Linked DNA regions of Mus musculus: region 1 is linked to region 2. A link is a contact called in public Hi-C data. All regions are on one chromosome and are shown on one strand. Each heading gives the region's core, a stretch centred on a gene start, on an enhancer-like site or on the middle of the called end of the contact. The rest is flanking DNA. Distances are from core to core; before and after follow the strand shown.

The links. A called contact is a pair of places that touch in the nucleus more often than the background predicts.
Region 1: a contact with region 2 is called in a Hi-C map of regulatory T cells, with 3 times the contacts expected there. The contact joins the enhancer-like site here to the promoter of F2rl1 in region 2. A contact is called at or near these places in 3 of 39 promoter capture datasets (the 3T3-L1 cell line, liver and pre-B cells), 1 of 15 datasets of contacts at CTCF or cohesin (large pre-B cells), 2 of 484 Hi-C or Micro-C datasets (regulatory T cells and uterus), 8 of 115 datasets of contacts at active chromatin or transcription factors (embryonic forebrain, embryonic stem cells, epiblast stem cells and 3 more) and 5 of 9 other capture datasets (adipose tissue, embryonic stem cells, liver and 2 more).

The regions. Positions count from the first base shown.
Region 1 is chr13:95,718,738-95,725,353 of GRCm38.p6, forward strand. Iqgap2 (IQ motif containing GTPase activating protein 2) reads right to left here. Exons shown (of 36, transcript NM_027711.1): 10 at 5,809-5,972; 11 at 2,776-2,936. All of the region lies in intron 1 of Gm52062 (a long non-coding RNA gene), which reads left to right. Among named protein-coding and RNA genes, the nearest start is that of Gm52062, 16 kb to the left of the region's middle. Within about 2 kb of position 1,389, at least 80 of the 459 cell types and tissues checked have an H3K27ac peak or open chromatin away from gene starts, as enhancers often do. A contact at or near this core is called in oligodendrocyte precursor cells and regulatory T cells, where this site is marked.
Region 2 is chr13:95,519,882-95,526,583 of GRCm38.p6, forward strand. It overlaps F2rl1 (coagulation factor II (thrombin) receptor-like 1), which reads right to left and starts at 5,359. Exons shown (of 2, transcript NM_007974.4): 1 at 5,156-5,359. The coding sequence starts at 5,246.

The DNA.
Region 1 (6,616 bases), core at 139-2,638, 190 kb after region 2:
GCTTCAGCCTATATAATATATACATATACATACATACATATATGTATATATATATATATATAATACACACACACTACACACACACACATAAATATACATTTATATATATATATATATATATATATATATATATATATATGCTTCAGCCAGGCCAGCACTAACAACACTGGGCCTGCTGGCCCCTCTGTTATATATCCCATAGAAGTCTAAAACCATGATGCCACTTGGATTTGGACCAGAGGGGTTCAACTATGCACTAAAACAAGACTGTTCTTCTTTGCTGTTATTGTTGTTAATGTTGGTAGTGGTGATGGTAGTGGTGGTGGTGGTGGTGGTGTGTGTGTGTGTGTGTGTAATTGTATAAATTATACATATATATACACACACATACTCATACAGATATATGTAATATTTTCATATTGAAATAGTCTCATGTAGCCTGAGCTGGCCTCAAACTTGCTATATAGTCAAGGAGAATTCTGAATTCATCTTCCTGCCTCTGTGCCTTCATGTTGGAATCACAGGTGTGTGCCACTATGCCAGGGTGACCCCTGTCCTTAAGTTATTATTATATCATGAACTTGGCTCGTGCAGGCAATGTGGCTCTCGAATGGAGCGAGTCCCTTTCCTTAAGTGGTATTTGTAGATGGGGGCAATTTTGATCAACAGAGTGGACGGCTAGAGTACTGGATGGGAGAAGTACTGTCAGTCAGAGGGCAGGTGGCCCGGTATGTTTGACAATTGCTTTGCTAAGAGTCACGGTTACATGTAACTCTCCAAGGAGCGAGCAGCTGTGACTCATACTCCAGCATCAGGAGGGCTCAGAAGTTGGTTAGATAAGTGTGACTGGCGACCTGAGGAGGAGAAGAAAGAGGTGGGAGCTTCATCATGGACACTGCTACTGCACAAAGGGAGAGACACTGCTATGACGGTGGTCCCTGGAGAGGGAGCCTTTAGCTGAGGACTGGACACAGAGATCAGCTGGGCACAGAAGGTGCTGGCCAGGGGCAGAAGAAAACTTGACATCAGACAGATTTCTAAGCTTGGAGCAGCGTCTGCTGTGATTGACAGGAGCAGTGGAGGGAGGAGTCACTGCCTGAGAGAGCAAGGGGTGCTGTGATTGACAGGAGTGGAGGGAGGAGTCACTGCCTGAGAGAGCAAGGGGTTTTGTTCATAGAGATCAGGAGGAGGGAAGCGTCTTCAGGAAGACGCTTCTTTTCTGCCATTTTGTGCATGCTCAAGTGACCTGTCACCATTTCCTCAGAATCTAAGAACTCTTTCAGTTTCCTTTGCAATTGCGCGTGATGCAGCTCTAGCTCTCCATCTGGAGCCAGTTTAGAATCACTGGCTAAATTTTCATCAGGATCTGGGTAGACATCTCCCCCTGGTGGTCACAGCAATTTAGGGGCCACTCATCTCCTTTCCTTTTTCCTATCTGATCTCTCTCTCATTCCAGGGCTGAGTGCTTTGCAAGTGTGCTAAGGCCCTGCCCTCAGAATCCAGAAGCAAAGAGAAAGAACAAACCTCTCATTTGTCTTTTAATTCCAGCCTTAGCACTCTCTGTAGATCCACTGAAGTCGTCCGCCTGACTAGCAAATGCAGCTATCGGGGACCCCAAAACGAAAGGGCTTACAAGGCTCTTTTAGGCCAACAACCACTGGAGAGAGTTTGGGGCTCCACTTAAGGTTCATAACCTTAGAAGTTTCCTTGTCAATAGAATGGATACATTGTATATACAGCTACTTCTAACTTTCCTAAAGAAGCTGGAAGGAAGGTGTACTTTTTTCTTCTTTTTTAAAAATTTAATTTTTTTACTTATTCACTTTACATCTCACTCACTGCCCCCTCCTAGTCACCCCCTCCTACAATTCTTCTCTCCTCCACCCTCCCCCTCTCCTCTGAGCAGGTGGGCCCTCCTGGATATCTTCCCTTCCCAGCTTGGCACTTTAAGTCTCTGGGAGACTCGGTGCTTCTCCCATTGAGGCCACACAAGGCAGCTCAGCTAGTAGAACATATTCCACACACAGGGGACAGCTTTTGGGATAGCCCTCCATGCCAGTTGCTCTGGATCCACTTGAAGACCAAGCTACATATGTTCAGGGAGGCCTAGGTCCAGCCCATGTATGTTCTTTGGTTGGATGTTCAGACTCTGAGAGCCCAGTGGGTCCAGGTTAGTTGACTGTTAGTCTTCCTGTAGAGTTCCTATCCCTTGTGGGGCAGCGATCCTTCCCCTATTCAGGAAGGTGTATTTTCTTTTCCCTTTCCTTTCTTTCTTTTTTTAAAATTAGATATTTTATTTATTTACATTTCAAATGTTAACCCCTTTCCTGGTTTCCCCTCCGAAAATCCCCTATCCCCTCCTCTCTTCCCCTTGTTCACCAACCCACCCACTCCTGCTTCCTGGCCCTGGCATTCCCCTACACTGGGGCTTAGAGCCTTCACAGGACCAAGGGCTTCTCCTCCCATTGATGACTGACTAGGCCATCCTCTGCTACATATGCAGCTGGAGTCACGAGTCCCACCATGTGTACTCTTTGGTTGATGTATTTTCACAGCTCCTCTAGGTATCAACTTGGAATAAAGTCAGTTGTTAATACAAGATGACAATTTTGTCTCTAGGAGAGGAGGATAAAGAAGCCCCTGTGGCAGAGCAGACCGCTCTTGAGAAAATGCAAGCAGGACATGTGGACTTTTCCACTTGGGGGTGGGGGTGGGGGGATCTGCCAAGCACTTTTTTTTTCCACCCTGAAAGAGCATCCGGGAAGTGCTCCTTACCGGTCCACGTGTGCCTCATCCAGATTGTTGAAGCCTATGGTGGGGCTTCTGAGTTGGTTCTGCACAGCCACGAGGTCACTGCTCTCCAAGGCCTGGTTTAGCAGAGCAACGGCAGACAACATTTCCACGGCAATCAGGAGCTCCTCGTGGGCCAAGTAGTTCTGTTGGCAAACACAGGGTAGAGTGAGCTCCCGGCATCGCATGCACGGCACAGATGTGCTTTGGACACGGGATGCATATGACAATGAGCATGCCCACCTGCTCTTCATTGGCTTTCAGGAAAGCCACGTAAATGGCTCCTAGGTTCCCTTAGATTATTGTTTTGGGGGCTGTGTTATGTATAACCCACAGTTACAATGTCACAAATATGTATCCCACCGCGGCTCCCAGAGGTGCCGCCTGCCTACCAGGCTCCATCCAACCTGGCAATTAAGCCAGTGGTTAGACAAAACAGGCTGAGAGGTCCAGTTAAGATCTCAGTACAGTAAATGACTGGAAACCGGGTCCAGGAAAGAAGGGCTTTACCTAACTAAATGTTATAAACCTGGAAAAACAAATACAATCTTTAAGCTGAGGAAGTTGACTCTAGCCCCCAAAAGCTAATTTTGCTGTTACAAATTGGGTAGAAACTTTAAAATGTGCTATAAGGTTTAGATATTTGATGCAATTTAAGGTGAAACTAGTTTTTTGGGGGGTGGGCGTAACACAAGGAAGTACCTCCAAATTTACATATTCATGAATCTATTTGGATTATTCATAAATGCGTTAGCTTTCATTTTATATGATTTTAATCAGTTTCAAAAGGGATAGTTCTTTTGTTATATTGAAGGGAGGCAACTTTAAAAGATTTACTTTAAAAACTGAATATATCACGATGTATTTAGAATATTGTCCATACAAAGTATATTTATATTAATATATACATTATAGCTTTCTGGATCACCACAGAAAATCTTAAAACAAACTGATTTCAGCATGATAATGCACGTTTTGTGTTTTATAGCAAACAAGAAAGTGTAGCAAGCAAAGGCGCATTTTATCTAATGACACAGATTGACCATACATTTGCCACCTGATGCACTGTGACTGGCTACAAGGTTACAGCCAATGCTTAAGTACTTCCCCTCTCTCTCTTCTAATGCACTAGTCACCCCTGTCCAGTAGGTTAAGACAAAAGGACAGGAAGGCAGGAAGAGAAGACTTGGCTGCTGTTTGGATGACACTGACTCATGGCAGAGCTAGACTTGAGTGTCTGAGCTTCAAATCTAGGAGAAGTGGAGGAGGAGAAAAAGGACAAGTATGTTGCTTAAAAAAAAATCTGTTTTTTTTTTTCCTTTTAGTATAAAGTATTTGTTTCTAGGTAGAAAATGTGTGTTAAAGTGAGGGAGGTCTTGGAACATAAGAATAAACCAACAAATCCTCTAATCCAGGGACTGGAGAGATGGCTCAGCAGTTAAGAATTCTTTCTGCTCTTCTAGAGGTCCTGAGTTCAAATCTCAGAACTGCTAGGAAACTTATAACTGTGACTCTAGCTCCAGGCTAACACCTTAGACCTCTATAGGCACTCACACACACACACATACACACACACACACACACACACACACACACACACACACCTTTTTAAAATATACATTCTATAATCTAAACCTTTTAGGCTATAATTGCTTGTTTCTAACCCACTAAGATTTATAGGTGTTATTCACTATAATTGACTTTTGAAGAATTATATAATATGCACCATTTCCCAATAAATGTCAGTCTGTGGCTTTTTTTCCAATTAATGGGGACCTTTTGTGATGATCATTATTCATTAAATTTATTTACCTGCATTTATTTTGTGTGTGTGTGTCTGTGTGTGTGTGTCTGTGTGTGTATGCAGATGTCAGGAGCAACTCATGAGAGACAGTTTTCTCCCTCTACTGTGTAGGACCCAGAAATCAAGCTTAGGTCCTTAGGCTGGGTGGCAACTGCCTTGTACTTATCAGGTTATCTCACAGGGCCTTATTACTTTCCTACCATCCTTTACGCTGGTTGCACGGTATTCCAAGCAGAGGAAAAATACCACAAATTAAGTACTCTTCTATTAGTATCAGTCAACATGGAGCTAGATTCTTTTTTCTCAGACTAATAGACATGTTGGGAAACATCTCTATGGCTAAGCTTCCTGTTTCCTGTTCTTCAGGCTCAGTTGTCAGAACACAACAGAATCATGAGCCTTTGAGATACACAGGGCACAATTTCACATACCAGCCTCTCTCCAGGAGCCAGCTGCTCCAATATTTATACTTACACCTGGGGAAATATCTGCGTAACCACCAATCTAATTTTACACACACACACACACACACACACACACACACACACACACACACACACACACTCGCACACTCATTTTCATTCACAAACATCTATATGAAAATGACTATTTAATACTTTTCACATACTAAGAATCATAAATTTACAAAATTTAAAAGCCATGCTGCTAATGTTCTTAGCAACAGATTTCTAGAAATACTGATTTAAAGCACATTTCAATACAGTCAAAATTATTCCACGTTATTTTTAATCTCTGTGTGGGCCTGTATGTGAATGAATATGAGTCTGCAAGCGCTCTTCCCTTGGAGGCCTGAGGCATTGGATCTCTCTGAAGCTAGAATCCAGGCAGTTATGAGCTGCTTAACCTGGGTGCTTAGAACAGATCTTGGGTCCCTGCAAGAGCAGCAGGAATTCTGAGTCCTGTCCCTTCTCAGCCCAAACACATACACAGAGAAAACAGCAATAGCCTGTTCTCATGTATCTCTGTGCACACTACCCCTGAATTTGCTATGTATGCCCTCAGCATTTTCCTCTTGGACTAAAAGCAAGAGTTAAAGGGAAACTAAACCCTGGGACTGGCACCAGGGACCATTGTGGCTGGGTCTGTGTAACAGCAGGAGATGCTGTATCCCAGACCCTGACTCCCCGCTTCTCTCAACATCCTTCCTTCTTGCTGGGACTTGGTATGAGCATACACACACAGCTGTGCCTCACCGATGTGTTCTGTTTCTGGAGGTTGAAGAGTTCATTTTGATACATAACAGCAGCAAAGGGATAGACAGCTGGCAGCTGGGCTTCTGGTTTCTTCAGTGCAAGCAGTGTGTTCTCGGGGTCACCTTCCTGAAGGACAGCATTGATGTGGTCCACAGCAGCCATCCCTAGGGGGTAGGGGGACATACTAAGTGAGAATGTATGCTTTCCTCTGTGGCCAGCCCCTCTTCCCAAGGTCCTGATGCAAGGCCGTCAATTCCCACAAATTCTGAAAAGCTGTGGGGTGGCAGTGGGCAAAGTTTTGCAAGTCAGTTCAGTGATTCAAGTCACTCAAATGCCTGAGGTAGTTCAGAAGAGAACCGCAGTACCAATAGACCTTGAGTTTGGATCATTGCTGCTAGTGTGACATCCCTACAAAAGTCTTGTGTGTGTGTGTGTGTGTGTGTGTGTGTGTATGATACATGTGTTGTGTGCATGTGTGCCAGTGTGTGGGCACAATGTGGAACTCAGAGGACAACCTCAGATGTCAGTCTTCACATTCTCCCATGGTTGAGACAAGGCCTCTTTAGTCACTAACTGCCACTCACTCCTGGCTGGCCCAAAGGCTTCTGGGGCTTTGCCTGTCTTTCTGCCTCTCACCTCCCCATAGGAACAGTGGGTTTGTAGATGTGTGCCATCTCATCTTATACATGGGTTCTGGGGATTTGAACTCAAGTCTTCACACGTCTGAGGCAAGCACTTTACCCATGAGGCCATCTCTTTGCTCCACCACACCCCCAAAACTTTTCTTTCAGGAATGGCTCTTTTCTCA
Region 2 (6,702 bases), core at 4,109-6,608:
ATCACTAGCACCCTATAAAACTGGGTATGGTAAGCCCACACTAATCACAGCACTCCATGAGGACGGGAGCTTCAACGCCTCCGTTCACAACATGGCTAACTTGAGTGTGAGTTCAAGGCCATCATGAGCCATATGAGACTCAGAGACTCAACCAAACATGCAACCAAAGCAACAAAACATGCAACCAAACATGCTGGGCGTGATAGTCCATGATTGGTGTTCAAAAAAAAAAAAAAAAAAGTAAGGAAGGAAGGAAATAGGTTGTTGATGCATGCTGCAACATGGGTAAGTCTTGAAAACAAACAAACAAACCATTAAATAAGAAGCCAGTCACAGCAGCCCATACATTATGTGAATCTAATCAAATATCTAGAACAGGCAAGTCCATAGGTAGAAAGTTGACTATCAGTGGCCAGGGCTGGTTATGGGAAGGCTGTTATGCAACAACAAAGGGGATTCCTGTGGGTCATCAAAATGCGTTCAAATTGACCACTGGGATGGTCACAATTCTGTAAGTATACCGAAAGGCACTGGACTCTCTTTAAATGGGCTAACTGTGTGTTATGAAAATTATTTGGCATCGAGACCCTAATAAAGCTATTAAAAGTAACACAGAAAGACAGGCTGAGGGTAGAGATGAAACACATCTACCCAAGAATTACTGATCACTGCTGTTGTGGTGGGTACCAAAACTAATGTATAAGAATGATAAAGAGAAAGAAGTAACTAGGAACAACATTCCAACTAAAGAAGTATGGCTCGGGTTAAAACTTTAAAAAAGGAAGAGGAAGAAAGACTAGGAGGAGGAGGAGGCGTCATTCTTCGATTCCCCAAGCCCTGTGCAGATATACCACTGTAAAGGTTGGGGCTGCACCTCAGTGGTAAAGTGCTTGCCCAGCATGGATGGACAAGGCTTGATTTCCAGGCTGCCTCCCCAAGCCCCTCACAAAATAGAGTTGGGAATCCCAGCTTTAAACTCAACACTGAAGAGTCTGGGACAGGAGATCATGAGTTCCAGGCAAGTCTGGGCTATTCAGCAAGATCTTGAATACAGAACACAAACAACACGCAAACGGTAGCAGCCATTCACATTAAACCACTCTGTGTCCCAGTTCAAAGGTCCTTGAGGCTCTGTCCTTTCTGTATTGCATACCAAACTGCTGGTATCCCTGATGCTAGTTGTAAACCAGGCTCAGTGTTTCAAAACTGAGCGGAGACTATGGGTGACTACGAACTGGGGACACACCAGAGTACCTGGCTCTGAGTGCATCTTATTTGTAGGGCTACAATCAACAGTTCCTGTCAGGCATACAAAAACATACACCCACTCATGTTCGTGGCCACACCCAGCCCCCACGACTGCCAAACAGGAAACGGGCCTGTGTATCAGCCTGCTTCTAAGTTACTATACCCCTAGTCCTAAGATTAGACACTCACCTTCCTACAGGAAATATACAGCCAACTGTAAACAAGAAACCAATAAAATAATACGCTGTCATCTGCTTCATAAGACTCTAATGTACATTATTCAAAAAACCTGAAATCTAGGGTCCTCTCAATATAAAATGTAAAATTAGGGCTGCCTCAAAATAAAATGTAAAATTAGGGCTGAGGCTCTAGCTCAGTGGCAAAGTGACTGGTTAATACACAGAGGCCCTAGGTTTAGTGCCTAATACCTGGGCCACACCTGGTGTGTGTGTGTGTGTGTGTGTGTGTGTGTGTGTGTGTGTGTGTGTGTGTGTGCATGTTAGTGTGTATATGCCATCTTTTAAAGCTGTTAAAATTGTGTTACTGACCTTTACATGTTAAATCCCATACTTGTACAAGGCTTTCCTCTCTCCAAGCTATAAAAAGTGTGTTTCCTTGAAGCAGAACATCGGGAGAAGAGCAAACCTTGCTCTCTCTGTCTTAGGTTTTCGGCCACTCATAATGCAAGCTGACACAATCTTTTTAAAAGTTGAATCACTGTTTAACCATGGTACAAAATAATCATCTCCATATCAAAACTATTTCAGTAACTTACAAGAGCTATAACACCCCTACAAAACATGCACAGAAGCCTGTCTCCTGACTGTATATAGATTTATTGTTGAAATGCAAGTAAGTCCTAGGACAGCAGGATGGTCCTTCTGTGGTTTAAGGGACACCAGTTGGTGGTAGGCTTGGTCTCAGTGTTTTGGCCCTTTCCCAGAGTTCTTCGCTACCAACTCTTGGGAGCACCAGATGGAGAGAAAAAAAGGTTTCAGTTGCTATTAACAACTATTAATATTCAACCTATCCATCCTTTCCTAGGTACACTTTTAGCGAACTTTGCAAACTCTTTTTCTTTTTCCCAAGGGGAACTGTTTTCCTCAACATTTGTCCAGATAGTAAAACCATAAGAAAGTCAAATACAGACTTCATGAGGCCTGAGGGATCACGGTTAATCAGTAACAGGAGGAAGGCAGAGGCACCAAGCATCAACCTCAAGTCCCATCTCCACGTTCACTAGAGTTCTTTTATACTACGAGACCTCGGAAAGATCCTGTGTGCCTGTTCACAAAACATTAATTTAACAAGACGAAGCCAGGTTTGCCGGTGCTGGTCTATAACCATAGCTACTCGGGATGAGGAAGTAGAACCCCAGGTTCAAGGCCAACCTGGGTTACCTAGTGGACTCGAGGAAAGTTTGCGCAATTTAAGGAGACTTTGCCTCAAAATAAAATGTAAAATTAGGGCTGAGGCTCTAGCTCAGTGGCAAAGTGACTGGTTAATACACAGAGGCCCTAGGTTTAGTGCCTAATACCTGGGCCACACCTGGTGTGTGTGTGTGTGTGTGTGCATGTTAGTGTGTATATGCCATCTTTTAAAGCTGTTAAAATTGTGTTACTGACCTTTACATGTTAAATCCCATACTTGTACAAGGCTTTCTAATTTAGAAATGTGTATTTTATGTATTCCTCATGTACAAAAGCATGGGAAAGATATAAATCAAAATGTTAGCAAGTGGTTATTTTAAGTACCAATGTTTAGGATGATTCCGTTAAATTTCTCCTTTCCCTGTTTTCTCTTCTCAGTGACCACATATTAATGTTATAATTTAAAAAAAGAAAATGTTATCGGGAGCTGGAAAGATGCCTCAGCATTGTACCCTCGTGGACTCACAACTGTCTGTAACTCTAGTTCAAGGGGATCCAACACCCTCACCCAGATATGAATGCAGGCAAAAACACCAGTGCACATAATTTTTCTAAAATTACATTTTAAAATGTTGTCTAGGTATGGTAGTGCATTCCTGTAATCCCATCATTCAGGAGAACAGACAAAAGTGTTGCAAGTTCAAGGCCAGTGTGGTCAACATAGACAATTTCAGAGCAACCAGGGATACACAATGAGACTAATTCAAAGGAAGAAAAGGAAGACTACAACAAAAAAACAAACACACACCCAAGAAGATCCAGTCTTAAAACTGAAATGGACTGACTGTGTGACTAGGAAAATAGCAACGGTCCAGCACTTGCCCAGCCTGTGCAAAGCCCTAGGTTGGATGCCCAGCATGGCAAGAAATCAAGAAACAAAATATGGAGATGGAAGAGGGGGAGGGGAGCAGGAGAGGGAGACAGTAGTAGTGATTGTGTCTGTGGGAAACTGACTTAAACGTCACATTCGCAATTCAGTGCCCCTCCCCCCAGCTGGGACCCTTTCCGAGAAACAATTTTTTGGGGGTGGAGAAAACCAAGCTCAATCTGCTGTTTAACAGGCCAAGGAGCACGCAGAAAGACCAGACCTAAGCGGCATGAGCAAAGAAGGCAAGCAAGGTGCCCCGTGTCCTAACCAAAATTAATTTAATTACAATGGGGGGGGGGGGACGGACCCAATACCTCCCGGTATCTAAAGTCTCTGTTACTAGACTAACTCTTTAGGAAAGTTACCGGCAATGGAGCATAATTATGCAGAGAGAAAAGCCAAGTTGGGATATTAAGTAGCTCGGGTTAACAAGTAACCCAATTTTTTTGTTGTTGTTGTTAAAATCAAGTTCACCACGTACGCTAGGAACCTCTACCTCCCAATCTCCTCACTCTGAAAACAGAGGAAGCCGACTAATCAGGGTATGCTTCCTATACTAGGTAAATCACGAAAGTAATCACCTCCAACCACTTTTTTTTTAAGTTTGCACACACTTTGTTCCTGAGTTTTTAAATTTCTAACTTTAAATGACAGGCAAACGGAGAGGGGTTGGACGCTCTTCTACAACTTAACGACAAAGTAAAAGTGAGAAATAGCCTTTAAGACTACAGCAAGTTTAGAACGGAAACGCCAGGCCGGGTTTTGCAATAGCGCTATCACTGGTAGCAAACACCCCCCCACCCCACCCTACAGCCTACAGAGGTCTCCGTGGCTTCTAGAAGGGCCAGTTCGAGCTCACCAGGAGCTGCAACGCCCAAGCCGGCAGCGGGCCAGAGGAGCACCGCCCCGAACCGCTTTCCTGCAGTTCGGTTCCTTGGGCATGGCAGCCTCAGAGAGAGACCTGGGTGGCTGCCAGTGTTCGCTCCCGGCGGCGGGAAGGTCTCGAAATCTCTAGGCTGGAGATTTCACCTGGTAAGGGTCCGAAAGGGCCCCTTCTACCACCACGTGACATTCAAACCGCCTGAGTCCCGTGCCCAGCGCATCCACTGCGATGCCAGGTACCGTAGCCCCGAGTGGGTCTTGAACACTGTGGTTCAACCCGCAAAGAAAGGGTTCAGTGAGTGGGTGGGTGCGAGTGTAAAACTCGAGGTGGGAACTTCCCAGGGCACGGGCTCCCACTCACTCCACCCATACGTGAGCCATCAAACTGCTATAATCCGGGGGTCTAGTAAGACCCTATAGGACGTAGTTCGCAGGGTCCGCGAAAACCAATTACTGACTCAGTGTTTGTAAAGGAACGACCGCAGGGAGGGGAGGCTGAGTCCTGCGGGCGCTCCTTCCTTATCTCCCCGAACCACGTCGACGAGTAGAGATTGGAAGTGCCCAGACCAGGATTGTTTCTAGCGCGTCTTTGGTGGCACTTAGGTGTCCCGGCTGATTGGTCCTGGTTAGGGACCCCCATCAAAGCTACAGAGAGTGTCCAGGGGGTGTGCCCGCCTTCCCCGATTCCCCCACCAGCCCAGAGCGTTCCTTCGCCGCTCGAGCTCACCCGGTGCAAGGTTCTCGGTCCGGCTGCAGGAGACCGAGGCCGCCAGAAGGGTGATACCTCCCAGCAGCCACGCCAGGCTGAGACTTCGCATCCCCGGACGTGGGGCGGGCGGGCAATCCGCCACCAGTGGTTCGAAACTCGGAGCCCTACTCTGAGCACAGGGTCCCTTCCCTTAACACGAGCTTCACTGAGCCTTCCTGGGGCGGGACCTGTTTCAGTGAAACCGGAGCCCCTAGACGCACCTGCGGAAGACCACGCCCCCAGGAGACCACGCCCCCTCGAACGTCCTACGCAGGCCACACCCCGGGCCACCTGGCCCAGCACAGCCTGACCGTAGCTCCCGTGTGCTGGCCAGCGTCCACTTGGCTGCTGGAGTCGCCTGCGGGTGAGGCTGGACCGGTGAGGTGGCTACATTGGAATGCAAATGACAGGAAGGTTGGGACCCAGGGTTTTAGAGCCTGGGCGATGTCCAAAACTATCTTTAACCTTTAATTACTTCAGAGAACCAGTGAGGTCATCCTGTGAATGTTAGAAAGTCTATGCTAGTTGCCTTTGTCTTCAGTAATTGGTGTGGAAGGCTTTGTGGTGTAATGGGCAGTGCGGGACCGATATGAAAGGGGTTCTTGTTGGTTATTGTTTTGTTGATTGTTGTCTTGGTTTGCCTTTTTGCGAAAGCTTTCTTTCCCTACTACCCACCTGACTTCAAACTTGTGACGATTCTCCAGCCTCGACCTCCTAAGTGCTGGGGTGCCAGGATTGTTCCACCAGTTCTGGGATTAACTCATCTGTTATCCAGTGTCATTAAACAAACCTGGATGTGTGGGAAGCACTAACCGCCAATGGTTCAGTACTGTTAGCTTGTCTAATGCCCTCAGCACTGTATGTGCCCGCTCCATCTGTCTTCCCATTTTACAGAATAGGAGATGGAACTTAGAATGTTTGCTGCCTCTGGGGTTACACAGTTCTTTGGCACAGTTTGTAAATGTCCAAGCTCAAGTCTATGACTGAAATTTGTCCACAACTTGTTGCTCTATACCTGATTCCACTCGGGTCTCTTCTGCATCGTGATCCCATGTTCCAAAGAAATATATAAGCATGGGTTGGGGTGTGTAGCTTGGTAGTAGAGCACATGCTTAGCATGTCCAAGGACCAGAGTGAATCTCCCCCACAGAGACAGAGGCAGGAGCATAAAGAATTGGAGACCATTTGGGCTACATAGTAGAACCCTATCTTAAAAATAAATTAAAACTAGGACAATAAGTCAGACTTTACTGTTGTTCAAGAAAACTGTGGTTTGAATTACAGAGAAGATACTGGAAGGATTCATAAACGGAAGAGACTCGGATGAGCCCAAAGCAGGTGTCTCCACGGAGAGGGGATTTCAATGTAGGAAGGGCTGGCTGCAGTCCTGGACAGCTCTGAAATGATGACAGAGTTAGAAGAGAGACCGGAGTTAGCCATTTCTCTCAGGTTTGAGGACATCCACCTGGCATGTTGCAGAGGGGTTCCACTCCAGAGGGAAGGGTCAGGCAGTCACTGTTGATAGT